Linked DNA regions of Sus scrofa: region 2 is linked to region 1. Evidence: chromatin contacts called from public promoter capture Hi-C data. All regions are on one chromosome and are shown on one strand. The core of a region is the stretch at or near the end of the contact, and the rest is flanking DNA. Distances in the headings are between cores, read along the strand shown. Region 1 overlaps SCARB2 (scavenger receptor class B member 2). Region 2 overlaps SHROOM3 (protein Shroom3).

Region 1 (6,905 bases), core at 2,168-4,667:
GTTGAAAATATGGGTGGGCTCGTCCAACCAGCTGAAGGCTTTAAAAGCAAACAGGTTTCCTAGAGAAAAAGGGATTCTCTTTAAGACAGCAATGTAGAAATCCTACTTGAGTTTCCAGCCTGCCAGATCATCTGTCCTATGGATTTCAGACCGGCCACTGAAATTCTGGATTTCAGTTATTGCCAGCCCCCACAAAAGCATAGGCCAATTCCTTAATATAAATCTCTCAGTAGATACAGATACACAGATCTCCATCAACTCCGTTTTCCTAGAGAACCCTAACTGATACAGGAAGCAGCACATTTAATCTTTATGAAACTGTCCTAGTTGGGCCCTAATTGCTACATGAGACTGAACCAGAACTAGGGAATAGAGTGACTATTTTGCTAAATCCCATACTAACCACATTATTACTTTATGGTTTTAAAAAGTATGAGCCCAATTAAATAACACACAAAGGATTTAAAGAAATCCTTTCTTTCCCCAAAGAAAATATCCAAATAGCCAATAAGCAATAAGTACGTGAAAAGATGCTCAGCCTTATTAGTCATTAGGAAAATGCAAATCAAAATCACAATGAGATACAACTTTCCAACCATGAGGATAGCAATTAAAAGAAAAGGAAAAAAACAGATGTTGGTGAAGATGTGGAGAAACTAGAGCCTTCCCATATCGCTGGTGGGAAGTGAGATGTTGCAACTGCTGTGGGAAAGAGTTTGGCTGGTTTGTCAAAAAGTTAAACCTAATGTTGCCATATGACTCCAACCTGCCACTCCCATGTATCTACCCAAGAGAATTCCACTCCAAGGTACAGATCTAATGTTCATACAAAAACTCCTATATAAATGTTCATAGCAGCATCATTCATAATAGCCAAAAAGTAGAAATAATCCAAGTATTCATCAGCTGAAGAATGGATAGAGAATTGTGTGGTATATCCATTCAGTGAATATTATTACACAGCCATAAAAAGGAAGGAAATGCTGATACATGTCACGCATGGATAAACCTTCTAAAAATACTACATAAAAGAAACTAGACATGAAAGATCATATAGTGTATGAATTCATATAAATTCCATTCCATTATACAGCTGTCCAGAATGGGCCAGTCCATAGAGACAGAAAATAGATTTGTGGTTACCAGAAGCTGGTAGGAGAGGCGAATGGACGTATCTGCTAACGGGTTGTGGTTTGGGGGAAGAAAATGTTCTGGAATTAGACAGTGGTGGTGGTTGCACAGCCTTGTAAAGATACTAAAAAAACCACTGAAATGTACGCTTTTAAATAGTGAGCTTTACATTCAACATAATTTTATGTTTATTTTAACTGAATTATATCTCAATTAAAAAAAGCATAACTCCAGGGCCAGGACCCAATTACATATCAAGAGCTGCGCTAGAAGAAAGTGGCATTGATACAATCACACTTGCAATGAAAGGTTTCTTCAGGTATATATTCTTTACAAGTGACACTTCTTTTTTTTTTTTTTTTTTTTTTTTGTCTTTTTGCTATTTCTTGGGCCGCTTCCGCGGCATATGGAGATTCCCAGGCTAGGGGTCTAATCGGAGCTGTAGCCACCGGCCTACGCCAGAGCCACAGCAACGCGGGATCCGAGCCGCGTCTGCAACCTACATCACAGCTCATGGCAACGCCGGATCGTTAACCCACTGAGCAAGGGCAGGGACCGAACCCGCAACCTCATGGTTCCTAGTCGGATTCGTTAACCACTGCGCCACGACGGGAACTCCACAAGTGACACTTCTTAGGAGCAGACACTCTATACGTTCTCAAAAGTTCTTCATCTGGGGATGGGCTTTGACTTCTGGCAGAACGAAAAGGTTTCTTGGAAGTATTTAAATGCTTAACCATTTAGCTTAGGCCACATCCAAGTTAAGTGGAGGACTTCAAGAAATATATATGTATATTTTTAGAAGTATTTTGGTCTGTTTTCTACACAAAATTTGTCTATAGAACTAAGATATATATAATATATACATACATACTATATAATATACACAATTTTTGTACATATATACAAATACACAATTTCTTTACTGATATGTATATTTCCTGTGTTATCAGAAGTTCTTCATAGGTAAAATTTACTGACTCTATAATATTATGTGGTAATATTATAACCTAACCATTTTCCTATTACTGAATATCTAGTTTTGAATTTTTTGCCACTAACAATGATGTATGAATATCTTCATGATTCAAAATCTTTTCTGTATTTCATTTTCTAAAAGGATCACTAAAAGTGAAATTACCAGACAAAAGAACATGAACATTTTTAAAGCTTTTGATTCATGGTATCAAGTTGCTCAAGGCCACCCAGTGGAAACAGCAAGATAAATCAGTTTACATTTCCCAAATGCCTTTCGCTAGATTTGGCTTATTGGGTCAACAAAAAAAGGGTTTCTTATCTCTTTTTGCATTTCTGTATTTACTGAGGTTGAACTCTTTTTTTCAATCATTTGCCTTAAAAGGCATTCAGGCTCTCTGAATTCTCTTTTCAATTTTTTTTGCCTACTTGGGTTCTTTTATCACTTAACTTCATCTCACCAACTATGTCAACATACCAACACGGTCCACATACATAATAGTCACGTTGTGTCCACACAGGAAATTTTATGTGACTTTAAGATACAAGAAAGGACTTTTTTAAGGGCAACAATGTGAACAAACACAACAATTTAGAAGCAAATTCAAATACCTCACATTAAAAAAAAAAAAAAAAGCTGAACCATCAGTTTTAAAAATGCATGTCTGTGCCTTTCTGAAGACCTATGCTTAACCCACATGTGGGTTAAGCGAACTGGTTCAGCATTTAAATATTTCAGAGCAACTCAAAGAGTTCTTCCCAGCTGCTTTCAGCCCAAGAGTCAGACACTGGATGTGAATGCTTCCCTGTCACTCTCTAGAACCTTTGTTATGTGAGGACAAGCAGGAATGATGGGTTTTGTGGCATGACGGTAGGGATTTGGGTTAACACAAGGAACTATTACTGCAGGAGGTGGAGAGATGTTCTGAGAACAGGCTGACAGCATCCACACCACTAGCCTGATACAAGCCTAATCCATCCAGGAGGATTGGCTGGACCGGCTGACCCTCAAAGATACTCCCCAGCCACTCTCATTTTATCCTTCCAGGAATCCACACTCACTGGGAGATGCTTGAACTCTCTTATGCCAAGGAAAACAGAGGTGCTCTGAAATCAACGGGTACAGATGAGCGGACTGGCTTTCCAAAGGCAAATAAGAGCACCTGACATTCAGCCAGGTCACCTTTTCTCGGGAGCCCAGTGCCAATACTCTGTCTGTATTACCTTCCCCCAGTCACTCTCACACCCTGTCCCACCCCATTTGCTGTTTGGCTATTTCATCATTAAAGTCTTTGAAGGAAAAGTGTTCAAGTGCTTTAAGGCTTTCTGTTTGCAACACAGCATGTGATGGAACAGGTGGACCGGGCACACAGGTCCAGGGGATCACAGGGGAATGTGGCCGAATGCCACTAAGATTAAGGAAGGGTCTGAGGCCGGGTGGGGCAGGTGCAGACAAGGCCGTGTCAGGGAAGGAGACAACCCCACAGCCTGGCCCGGTCTTGAATGAATGATGGCTCAAGTGTGGACTTCCGTGCTGCTGCCTATAGAATTAGTTTTTGGCCAGAGCAGGTGAAAAAACCAAAGAGGAGACACCTTTGCCTCTTTTTCCAACAACACTATAGAGAGTTTATTTAGCTTCAAAATGAAAACATACCCCAGCCATTCATATTAATTTTTTTTTTTTTTTGAGCCAGTCATGGAAGGGAAAAAGAACCAGTGTTCCTGAAATGTGTGTTGCAATTTACAGTTTGCAGAGCACTTTTGCGGACTCTCATTGGGCCATTCAAAGCAACCTTTGGAGTGTGGATACCTTTAACCTTTTTTTTTGTTTTTTTTTTTTTTGTCTTTTTGTCTTTTCTAGGGCCACCTCCCTCGGCATATGGAGGTTCCCGGGCTAGGGGTCGAATCAGAACTGTAGCCACCAGCCTACGCCAGAGCCGCAGCAACGCCAGAGCCACAGCAATGCCAGATCCGAGCCTCGTCTACGACCTACACCACAGCTCACCGCAACGCTGGATCCTTAACCCACTGAGCAAGGCCAGGGATCGAACCCGCAACCTCATGGTTCCTAGTCAGATTTGTTAACCACTGCGCCACGATGGGAACTCTGGATACCTTTAATCTTAAGTTACCAGTGATGAAAGTGAGGTTCAGAGAAGTCTTATAGTTATTAAATGAAAAAGTCAGGACACACATGCAGCCCCCTGGGTCTAAGTCTCATGCTCTGTTTCCCAGGGGTGGGAAATCCACTCCAGGTCCGAATCTAACTGAGCCCTGGTAGGGCTTTTCACTAACGGGGGCTCAGAGAGCTGCAGTGTGCTTGCAAGGAGAGGCAATGGCCAGGGGCAGAGAAAGAAAAAAAATAAAATACACCCCTGCCACAGAAAAGCAAAATGCCAATTTCTCCAATAGGTCCATATGGATGAGTTACATGTTAAACATCTATCTAAAGATACATATTATAAGCCCGATGAGGTCAACGTAAAGACAAAGCAGGCTCAATGACAAAAATTTTCTGAGAAATGCTGAGGTATTAGAAACAGGATCTACTTAGCAGATGGATCTTAGCCGCTGGGACCAAAGGGAGCTTAAGGAAACCTTTGTATCCTCTACAGGAAGCTCCTCTGAAATGATTTCTAGAAGAGAGTCTAGTCACAGCTTAATAAGACATCAGTGCTTGGAGTTCCTGTCGTGGTGCAGTGGTTAACGAATCCGACTAGGAACCATGAGGTTGTGGGTTTGATCCATGGTCTTGCTCAGTGGGTTGAGGATCCAGTGTTGCCATGAGCTGTGGTGCAGGCTGTGGATGCGGCTCGGATCCCACGTTGCTGTGGTTCTGGTGTAGACGACGGCTATAGCTCCGATTCGACCCCTAGCCTGAGAACCTCCATATGCCACAGGAAGCGGCCCTAGAAAAGGCAAAAAGACAAAAAAAAAAAAAAAAAAAGACATCAATGTTTCTTCTGGTGGAAGCTGGACCCCTATTAGATGGGACCTTTAGGGAACATCAGGCAGCCTGCTCACCCAGAGTGAAGGATTTAGGGTTGGTGGGACCCTACTCGCAGGACACACTCATCTTGCAAAGATGTTTAAAAGTTAGTTCCCACTCTGAACAGTTTCTAAGTTTTGTATACCCTTGACAGTACAGGAGCAGTAGGAGCACCATTCACAAGAGAAGGTGAAATGCTAGGAGACTGAATGATGAAGGTGAGATTCTTGAGTAGTTAGAGCCAGAGAATAACAACAAATCTAAAGATGAGGAAATTTATCCCAATTCTGTATCCTGCCTCTACTCTATAACCTGTTCTTCCCAAGTTTGTCATTGACTCATCTCCCAACTATCCATTTTATGCAAGGGTTTTATTTTCGAGGGGGAGGGGTTTTTATTACTTTTTTAAAAAATAAGAGTTGTAATGATTATTTCAGCTTCCCTCTTGGTCTTGTTTTTGTTTGTTTTTTGTTTTGCCACACCTGCAGCGTACGGAAATTCCCAGGCCGGAGATCAAATCTGCCCCACAGCAGCGATCAGAGCCACAGTGGTGAAAACCCGGGCGCCTTAACTCACTAGGCCATCAGACAACTTCCGATTCTTTATTACTTTTAATTTTAATTCATTTGAAGCTCAGGCAGCAATAAAATATGCTTTGAATAAGTACTCGAATGTCAATATTTTTGGTTTCAAACCAAAGTGAATCTGCAAGGAATGATACAAAAGTCCACTTATAGGCAGAAGAAATCATAGACCAGGACGCACAGAGTTTCAAACTATCCAGCCTCTTTCATAAATAAGATGTCTGAAAATCTAATAAATAGCTCCCACCCCTAATGGACTGTCACGTCGCTATTTAGTTCCTTGTTTACTTTTGCCAGGCTGATCTATTTTTTTAAAATTTTTATTATAGTTGATTTGTAACATTCTGTCAATTTCTGCTGTACAGCAAAATGACCCAGTTATACATAGATATACATTCTTTTTCTCATATTATCTTCTGTCATGTTCTATACAAGTGATTAGATAATAGTTCTCTGTGCTACACAGCAGGACTTCGTTGCTTATCCATTCTAGGCTGATTTATGGGTTTAGTTCCCAGGTAATCAAAATAAGACTTGGCATGGATCCCTGAAATTGATGATACTTTGAAAGATGGCAGCTGATTCACGGCACAGCCACTCTATTTCTTTTTTTTTTTTTTTTTTTTGTCTTTTTGTCTTTTTGCCATTTCTTGGGCCGCTCCCGCGGCATATGGAGTTTCCCAGGCTAGGGGTCTAATCGGAGCTGTAGCTGCCAGTCTATGCCAGAGCCACAGCAACATGGGATCCAAGCCGCGTCTGCAACCTACACCACAGCTCACGGCAACGCCGGATCGTTAACCCACTGAGCAAGGCCAGGGATCGAACCCGCAACCCCATGGTTCCTAGTCAGATTCGTTAACCACTGCGCCACGACGGGAACTCCTCTATCTATTTCTCACAGCAACACTCATGCAGAGTCAGCACTGGCAGCATGTTGAAATCGTGGGAAAAGTTTTTTGCCCCTACTAAAAAGCACCGTCTTATTTTTCATGCGCTCTGTAAGACATCTAGAATTCTGAGCAATTTTGGTCTCCTCCTGGGAGAAAGCCAAAGTGAAGATAACATCTGGCTCAGACTGCCCTCCCCCTCGGCTGAACAAAGAATCCCTGAAAAGAAAAATCAACAGATCAACTTACCCCATAGAACAGGCCAAAATAGGGAGAGATGTCGGGTTCCAAAATGTTGATGAGGGACAAGATTTCATCTTTGTAGCCCCAAAGCAATTC
Region 2 (7,793 bases), core at 3,272-5,771, 280 kb after region 1:
TAAGGATTAAGCTAAAGTTTTTGGAATATCTTCTGTGGTTAATGGGGGAATTCTTTTTTTTTAAGGGCCACACCCTCGGCAAATGGAAGTTCCCAGGCTAGGAGTTGAATCAGAGCTGCAGCTGCTGGCCTACACCACAGCTCATGGCAATGCCAGATCCTGAATGATGGCAGGGAAGAAACTCGTGTCCTCATGGATACTAGTCAGGTACATTACCGCTGAGCCACAACAGGAACTCCCTAATGGGGAATTCGTGAAAGTTTTCTCAACAGGAAACTTATGAAGAAGTGGTATCTGGGATGAAGGCAGAATTAATATGGCTGTGAAGTGATTAGAACCAAAAGAAGAAGAGAGAGATAAGACCTCCTGAGAAGTAATGAATGATCTTTGCGACATGCAGACGGATTGGCTGTGGGAATTAGGGAAAGGAAGGAGTCCAGGTGAATCTGAGGTCTCCAAAGTAGTGACAGAAAAATTGCTGGTGTCATGAATAGACATCCGGAGTTCCCGCTGTGGCTCAGTGGTTTAAGACACCAACATAGTGTCCATGAGGATTTGGGTTCAATCTCTGTCCTGGTTCAGTAGGTTATGGATCTGGCATTGTCGCAGCTGCACTGTAGGTTGAAGATGCAGCTCAGATCCAGCTTTGCTGTGGCTGTGGTGTAGGCCGGCAGCTGCAGCTCCAATGCAGCCCCTAGCCTGAGAACTTCCATATGCTACAGGTGTGGCCCTAAAAACATAGGAAAAAAAGCAAGCATGCAAGCAAGCAAGCAAATCAAGAGATGAAGCTGTTTGCAAAGACATCCAGGCCTGTGGGGATGCTTTGGGCCTGCAGTGATGGTGGGGCGCTAATGTGCAATTAGTCTTTCCTTAACGTCATAGCCTTCATCTCCCTACAAAGAAGCTAAACATTCTGGATTCTTGCTTTCCTAGACTCCCTTGCATGTGACCCAGCTTTGTTTCATGAGACACAAGCAGATACCTACTGGGAATTTCTAGGAAAGATTTTTCTCTTCAATGATAAGGAATCCAGTAAGGAAAATCTCTTTCTGCTTTGGATTTCAAGTGCAAGTTTATCACACAGGGAGCTGCTGCAGCCATCTTGTAGTCCTGAGGCACAGGTGGAGAAAACAAGTGGGAAGTTGACTCAGAGCTCTGACATTGGGAAGCTCCTGAAACATCACCCAGACCATCCTTCTCTCAACTTATCATGAAAAAAACTTATTTTTCAAGGCACTTTTGGATGGGTGTCTTGCTATTTGTAGCCACAGCATCCCAACTGACACAGGCCTTGTGCGGGTCCCAGATTACCTTGGGATCTGAAGCTGGCTATATTTTCTCTTTTGGACATTAATTTGGGGGAAAACTCCATGGGGGGGGGCGGTGAGTATCGGAACTGTCCACTGAAGCCTTTAAAATAGTAGGAGTTCCTTAAAACGAGAATGCACTTTGGATCCCATTTCTAGAAAATGAGGGCATTTTAACAAAAGTCTCTAAAGGTCCAACAATCTGGCCCAGTTTGCTGCTAGGTGAGAGTCCCTGTTAGGTTTTAGTGTTGCAATGTGCTTTTCAAACAACAACGGGGATCATTAGAAATCGAAGCATTCCCATAGCCCCTAGATACACACTGGGCGAAGGAAGCATCTTCATTTTCAGAGTTGCTGCTCTTTTCATTCGCTTCCTCCCACCTTTGTAGCATTGCTGGTATCTGCTGGCAGTGAGGCATGCTTGGCCCAGTGATAGATGTGCTAAGAAGAATTAAGCTGCTTCATGGAGCTTTCAAATTGGAGCAAGTGTTTTCTGGATGACCTATTGGAAAGTAATTAATTACAGAATTTCAAAATAAGATTCAAAATGTACATTACAGGAGTTCCCATCGTGGCTCAGTGGTTAACGAATCTGACTAGGAACCATGAGGTTGTGGGTTCCATCCCTGGCCTTGCTCAGTGGGTTAAGGATCTGGTGTTGCCCTGAGCTGTGGTGTAGGTCGCAGACGTGGCTTGGAGATCCCCCGTTGCTGTGGCTCTGGTGTAGGCCGGTGGCTACAGATCTGATTTGACCCCTAGCCTGGGAACCTCCATATGCCACAAGTGTGGCCCTGGAAAAGAAAAAAAAAAAAGTACATTGCAAAGTTAGATTTCACAAAGGCCGACTCTTTCTTTATTATGCTATTCTTTTTACTCATTTTGTTCCTTTTTATTTTTTTCTTTTGACCATGCCCATGGCATTTCCTGGGCCAGGGATTGAACCTGTGCCACAGCAGTGACCCAAGCCATAGTAGTGACAACCCTGCAACCCTGGATCCTTAACCGCTAGGCCACCAGGGAACTCCCATTTTCTTCTTTTTAAGTTGGCAAAGTTATTTTGGAATTTAGTACCCACTTCATCAATTGGCTCCTGAAGTTTTGTGTGTTATATATAAAGTTCATGATAAGAAAATTCTTGTCAGGGAGGAAGCAGGGGAAACATGCTATTCTAGTCTTGATTCTGCCACTTAGGAGGGAAAATTATTTAATCTTTCCAGGCTTCCATATTTGCCAATGAAAATATTTGACTAAATCTTGTGTAAGATCTTGTCCATGTGAGCTTAGAGTTTCTGCTGTTTAAGCCATGATCTACCCCAAGGGTGGGATGAAATACACCTCTCACACACCTCTGAGAGATCATGCCTGGAGACAAATCTTTCTAGAAGTATTATGTCAACAAAATTTGGTTCTGATGCTAGAATTTTGGGTGGACATGCCAGATAAAATACAGGATACTTACTTAAATTTGAATTTCAGTGAAGCAAAAAAAAAAATTTTTTTTTAGTATGAGTATATCCCAAATATCATAAGGGATATACTTATACTAAAAATATCTAAGATCTTATTTGAAATTCAGATTTAACTGGTAGTCTTATATTTGGATTTGCTAAACCTGGCAACGTGAATTCTGCTGGAAGTCACTGATGTAATGACATCAGCCTAAATTACTCAAGAGAGGATAAAGGCAGCACTCCAGGAGGATTCTGTAGGTCTCATAGATCTGTGGTCCCTGTAGAGGGCTGAGTAGGTTCAGCCAAAGGTGAGGGGAGTGAAAAGCCTGAGGTATATGTCAGGAATTGGGAGACAGAGAGCCCTCTCTCTCCTGATTCCTCAGTTACCCTAAAAAAAAAAAAAAAAAAAAATACTAAGGATGCAAATAAGTTAGATCCCTTTGGCTTCCCTCCCCTTTTTAATGATTTTTATTTTTTCCATTGTAGTTTGTTTACAGTGTTCTGTCAATTTTCTACTGCACAGCAAAGTGACCTAGTCACATATACATATATACATTCTTTTTCTCACATTATCCTCCATCATGCTCCATCATAAGTGACTTAGATATGGTTCTCAGTGCTATACAGAGGATCTCGTTGCTTATCTATTCTAAAGGCAAGAGTTTGCATCTATTAACCCCGGACTCCCAGTCCATCCCACTCCCTGCCCCTCCCCCTTGGCAACCACAAGTCTATTCTCCAAGTCCATGAGTTTCTTTTCTGTGGAAAGGTTCATTTGTGCTGTATATTAGATTCCAGATATAAGTGATATCATATGGTATTTGTCTTTCTTTTTCTGACTTCACACAGTAGGAGAGTCTCTAATTCCATCCATGTTGCTGCAAATGGTATTATTTTGTTCTTTTTTATGGCTGAGTAGTGTTCCATTGTGTGTTTATATCACATCTTCCTAATCCATTCATCTGTCAATTGACATTTAGGTTGTTTCCACGTCTTGGCTATTGTGAATAGTGCTGCAATGAACATGCGAGTGCATGTGTCTTTTTCAAGGAAAGTTTTGTCCGCATATATGCCCAAGAGTGGGATTGATGGGTCATATGACAGTTCTATATTTAGTTTTCTGAGGTACCTCCATACTGTTTTCGTAGTGGTTGTATCAATTTACATTGCCATCAACAGTGCAGGAGGGTTCCCTTTTCTCCACAACCCCTCCAGCATTTGTTATTTGTGGACTTATGAATGATGGCCATTCTGACTGGTGTGAGGTGTATCTCATGGTTGTTTTGATTTGCATTTCTCTAATAATCAGTGATGTTGAGCATTTTTTTTCATGTGCTTGTTGGCCATCTGTATATCTTCTTTGGAGAAATGTCTATTCAGGTCTTTTGCCCACCTGTGGCCGCACCTACAGCATATGGAAATTCCCAGGCTTGGGGTCGAATTGGAGCTGTAGCTGCTGGCCACAGCCACAGCCACAGAAATGAGGGATCTGGGATCCCTCGAATCCTCATGGGTACTAGTTGGGTTCATTTCCACTGAGCCACAGTGGGGACTCCAACCCTTGAACATTTTTTCAGTCCCCTTTCCCTTTCTCACCCTTAATTGGTTTTCACAAAAATGAAAATATTAACTTTTCACGATAGGCTGTGTTATGACATCCCTTTTCTGGTCCTTGTTCTGAATTTTGATTTGAGTGGGTGGAACTTGGTTTATTTGTCACATTCCCTGTGCTCAGCAACCCCCTCCCTCTTAGATTGATTTCCGCTGGCGTGTGTGTTCCAGATTGATTCCTCCCTGCCACCACTGTGGGCTAGCTCTTTCTCAATAGAGAAATGATTGCCACATTTCTCAAACTCTCTTCTAAATTTCCAAGCCTTTTCAGATTTTATTTCTACTCATCCTTCAAATGTCTGTACACTCTTTGCCCAATCGTCTGTCTTTAAGGAAGCAAAAGGCATGAGTCCACAGAGGATAGAGGGACAGGCTTGCTCTTGGGTTGTGATCCCATGTGTAGGTAGCTGCCTGCGGCACTGCAGAGGCACAGTCAACATTGCACACTGCACGTTTGTTCCTGCTGGTCAAACAAGACCACTTAACACATGTGGGTTCGGTAACCGTGCTTCCCCATGAAGTGAGTGGATGGCTGAGCTGGAGGCCACCTCTCCCAGATGCTCAGCATCTCAGGGCCCTTTATGTTAAAAGCAGCAAATAAATTAACAGGGAAGAGAACCTGCTGAGTTACCGCTACACACATGGTACAAGAAATGGCTGGGATGAGAGGCTGATGCTAAGGGGATGTGCCCATCCCCGAATACCAGCACAGAGCACACACCTTGGCTTTTCAGTGATTTACCGCGAGGATGGTGGTGGGAGGGACTCTTTGGGGTGCCCTCTGTGTGGTGCTCTCAGGGGGTCCTTGGGTTTTAGGCTTTGGTGCCCGACATGCCGAATTTGGTAAATGGAGGTCAGGGGTCAAGGCCACTTCTGAAGGGGCTGCTTAAATTTGTCACCTGTGCCATCTGAGGGTGATCCAGAGGATGAGGAAGGTTCTTCTCTTTCAGCTTCTGCCTAATTGAAGGTCCTGCTACTAGAACCACCAAGGAGGCCAAAGCCTTTGCTCAGGACAGCTTTCTTCTGCGTACTAGGCACCAGGGAAACAGAGAAGAGCGAATGCCCCTGCTGTCTGGGAGCTTAGCAAACAAAGGAAGCTGATGGGGGCACTAGAAGGTCCTGAGTGCTGTGGGGCTAATTCACACTGGGTTAGGCTGTGCTGCGGGTGGGGACCCTGAGGAATTCAGGGAGAGGAAGATGATAGATGTAAGGAAGCCTGTGGGCTAGGGCACCGCAGGAGCTGCTGGTGGTGCGGTGCCCAGATCCCCTTGACAGGACTGGGAGCACTGGCTGTCTGGGAGCACTGGCTGTCAGGCTGCCCTGCTGCCCTCTCTCAGGATAGACTGCCCTCTGCTGAAAGGAGCAGAAATGGCCCAGGCCTGGAGTTCCTATTGTGGCAAAGTGGATTACGAACTAGTATCCATGAGTATGTGGGTTCCATCCCTGGCCTCGCTCAGTGGGTTAAGGATCTGGCGTTGCTGCACGCTGAGGCCTAGGTTGCAAACATGGCTTGGATCTGGCATGGCTGTGGTGGCTGTGGCCAGCAGCTGCAGCTCGGATTCAACCCCTAGCCTGGGAACTTCCATATGTCATGGGTGCAGCCCTAAAAAGCAAAAAAAAGAAAAGAAAAAATTTGCCCAGGGGCTATGTATGCTTCCCCAGGAACAGCCTATAGCCAATGGCTGATTGATGAGAAAGGACAAGACTCTGACCTCCTTGGCTCCAAGTGGACAGCTCTGTGCTATTCCTGCTCCAGAGTTCCCGGGGGATCAGCCTGAAAACAGGCTTCAGCTGCAACCACATCCTGACTTCTGTGCCATCCTGCCTCCCTCACTTCCTTATAGTTTTCTCAGCACATCACTTTACGTGTGAATCCGTCTCTGGCTCTACATCTAGGAAGTCCCATCTGACAGCAGAGGAGCAGGAAGTTGATGTGGTTCTGACATTGCAGGTGTATATTTTCAGTGACGTGAGAGAAAGGGCAGACAAGCTGGCTGGTGAGCGTTGATGTGGCGAGTGTGTGGCGCGTGTGGGGAATAGGGACAGCGTTGATTGTCAGCTTAGAAGAGAGACCATGATACTTTTGGGGCATCATCTGCATGGCAGTATCATTATCATCAGCACCCAGCAGCCTGGATACTCAAACAGAAGCAGATGGCTCGCGGCTGCAGTGCTGACAAATGGACCCCATAGAAAGACCAAGCGTGATGAGAGAGGACTTGAAGCTAGGCAGGAATGACTCCTTTGGGAGACAATAGAGGTGTCAATGGAGCAAAGGTATTAAGACTGAAGACTGTGTGATGAGCACAACAACGGAGAACATGTGGCAAGAATAGGAGGCTTGGAGGATGTGTTCAGAGTCTGGGATGCAAAAGATTTAAGTTTAGAGCTCTTTTGCCTAATGACAGGTTTAGATCTGCTAAGGGCACAGGTGTCTGAGAATTAAGCGGATGGGACATTTCCGGGTAAGGAGGGCAAAGCCCTGCAGGGTCCGGGAGCTGGATGAGCCATCCTCAGGGACCTTGTGGCCCTGAGGTGTGGTAGTGGCCCCAGAAATTTACATGAACTTGCCATGATCACCTGCCCCAAGCCCCAGAGAGGTAGGCGCGTCCCTAATGAAGGCACTAGACACAGACAAGTTATTGGAGCTTCAGGAATTCCCAGTGAGACCCTTTTTCCTGGTGGTTTTTGACCCAAACCATGGGTTAACAGCTTCGATAGTTCCCATCTTTCCATTGTCACGGTGTCCCACACCCTCTTGGACCAGTTGGCCTTCGGTTATGTCTCTCAAGTAGGAAAACTCTACTCTTACTGATTTCTCATTTCTCTCTCTCTTTCTTTTCTGTGTATTTCCACTTGCTAGTCTTATCTCCTGATTATCTTGCTGACCGAGGAATCTTTTTTTTTTTTTTTGTCTTTATGCCTTTTCTAGGGCCACTTCCCACGGCACATGGAGGTTCCCAGGCTAGGGGTCTAATCAGAGCTGTAGCCACCGGCCTACACCACAGCCACAGCAATGCGGGATCCAAGCCACGTCTGCGACCTACACCGCAGCTCATGGCAAAGCCGGATCCTTAACCCACTGAGCAAGGGCAGGGATCGAACCCACAACCTCGTGGTTCCTAGTCAGATTTGTTAACCACTGCGCCACGATGGGAACTCCTGACCCAAGAATCTTGCTGGGATTCTAGAGTCAGGAACACCATGATATATGACAAGCAGTTGATGTAGTGGAAAGGGTTGGTGCCTTTAGTTCTACCTGAAATCTTCCCTTCCCTTCATTGCAGTTCATTTTTACTTGTCCTTTGGTTGCAGCTTAACTGTCGCTGTTCTCTCCCGACTATTTCAGAGACCCTCCCCCACCCAAGCGCCCTATTCCCCTTGGTGACTCTTATCACAGTTGTAATTAAGCAAACAAAAAAGT

What was found. Promoter capture Hi-C pulls out the DNA fragments that hold promoters and counts their contacts.
Region 2: a contact with region 1 is called in a promoter capture Hi-C map of liver, with 4 times the contacts expected there. The contact joins two enhancer-like sites. A contact is called at or near these places in 1 of 5 promoter capture datasets (liver), 19 of 47 Hi-C or Micro-C datasets (alveolar macrophages, brain, embryonic fibroblasts and 10 more) and 1 of 2 datasets of contacts at active chromatin or transcription factors (alveolar macrophages).

What each region holds. Positions count from the first base shown.
Region 1 is chr8:71,868,129-71,875,033 of Sscrofa11.1, forward strand. It overlaps SCARB2 (scavenger receptor class B member 2), which reads right to left. Exons shown (of 12, transcript NM_001244155.1): 4 at 6,816-6,905. Among named protein-coding and RNA genes, the nearest start is that of NUP54, 38 kb to the left of the region's middle. Within about 2 kb of position 3,418, at least 8 of the 83 cell types and tissues checked have an H3K27ac peak or open chromatin away from gene starts, as enhancers often do. A contact at or near this core is called in fetal liver and liver, where this site is marked.
Region 2 is chr8:72,149,125-72,156,917 of Sscrofa11.1, forward strand. The region is part of intron 2 of SHROOM3 (protein Shroom3); the gene reads left to right. Among named protein-coding and RNA genes, the nearest start is that of SHROOM3, 55 kb to the left of the region's middle. Within about 2 kb of position 4,522, at least 2 of the 83 cell types and tissues checked have an H3K27ac peak or open chromatin away from gene starts, as enhancers often do. A contact at or near this core is called in fetal liver and liver, where this site is marked.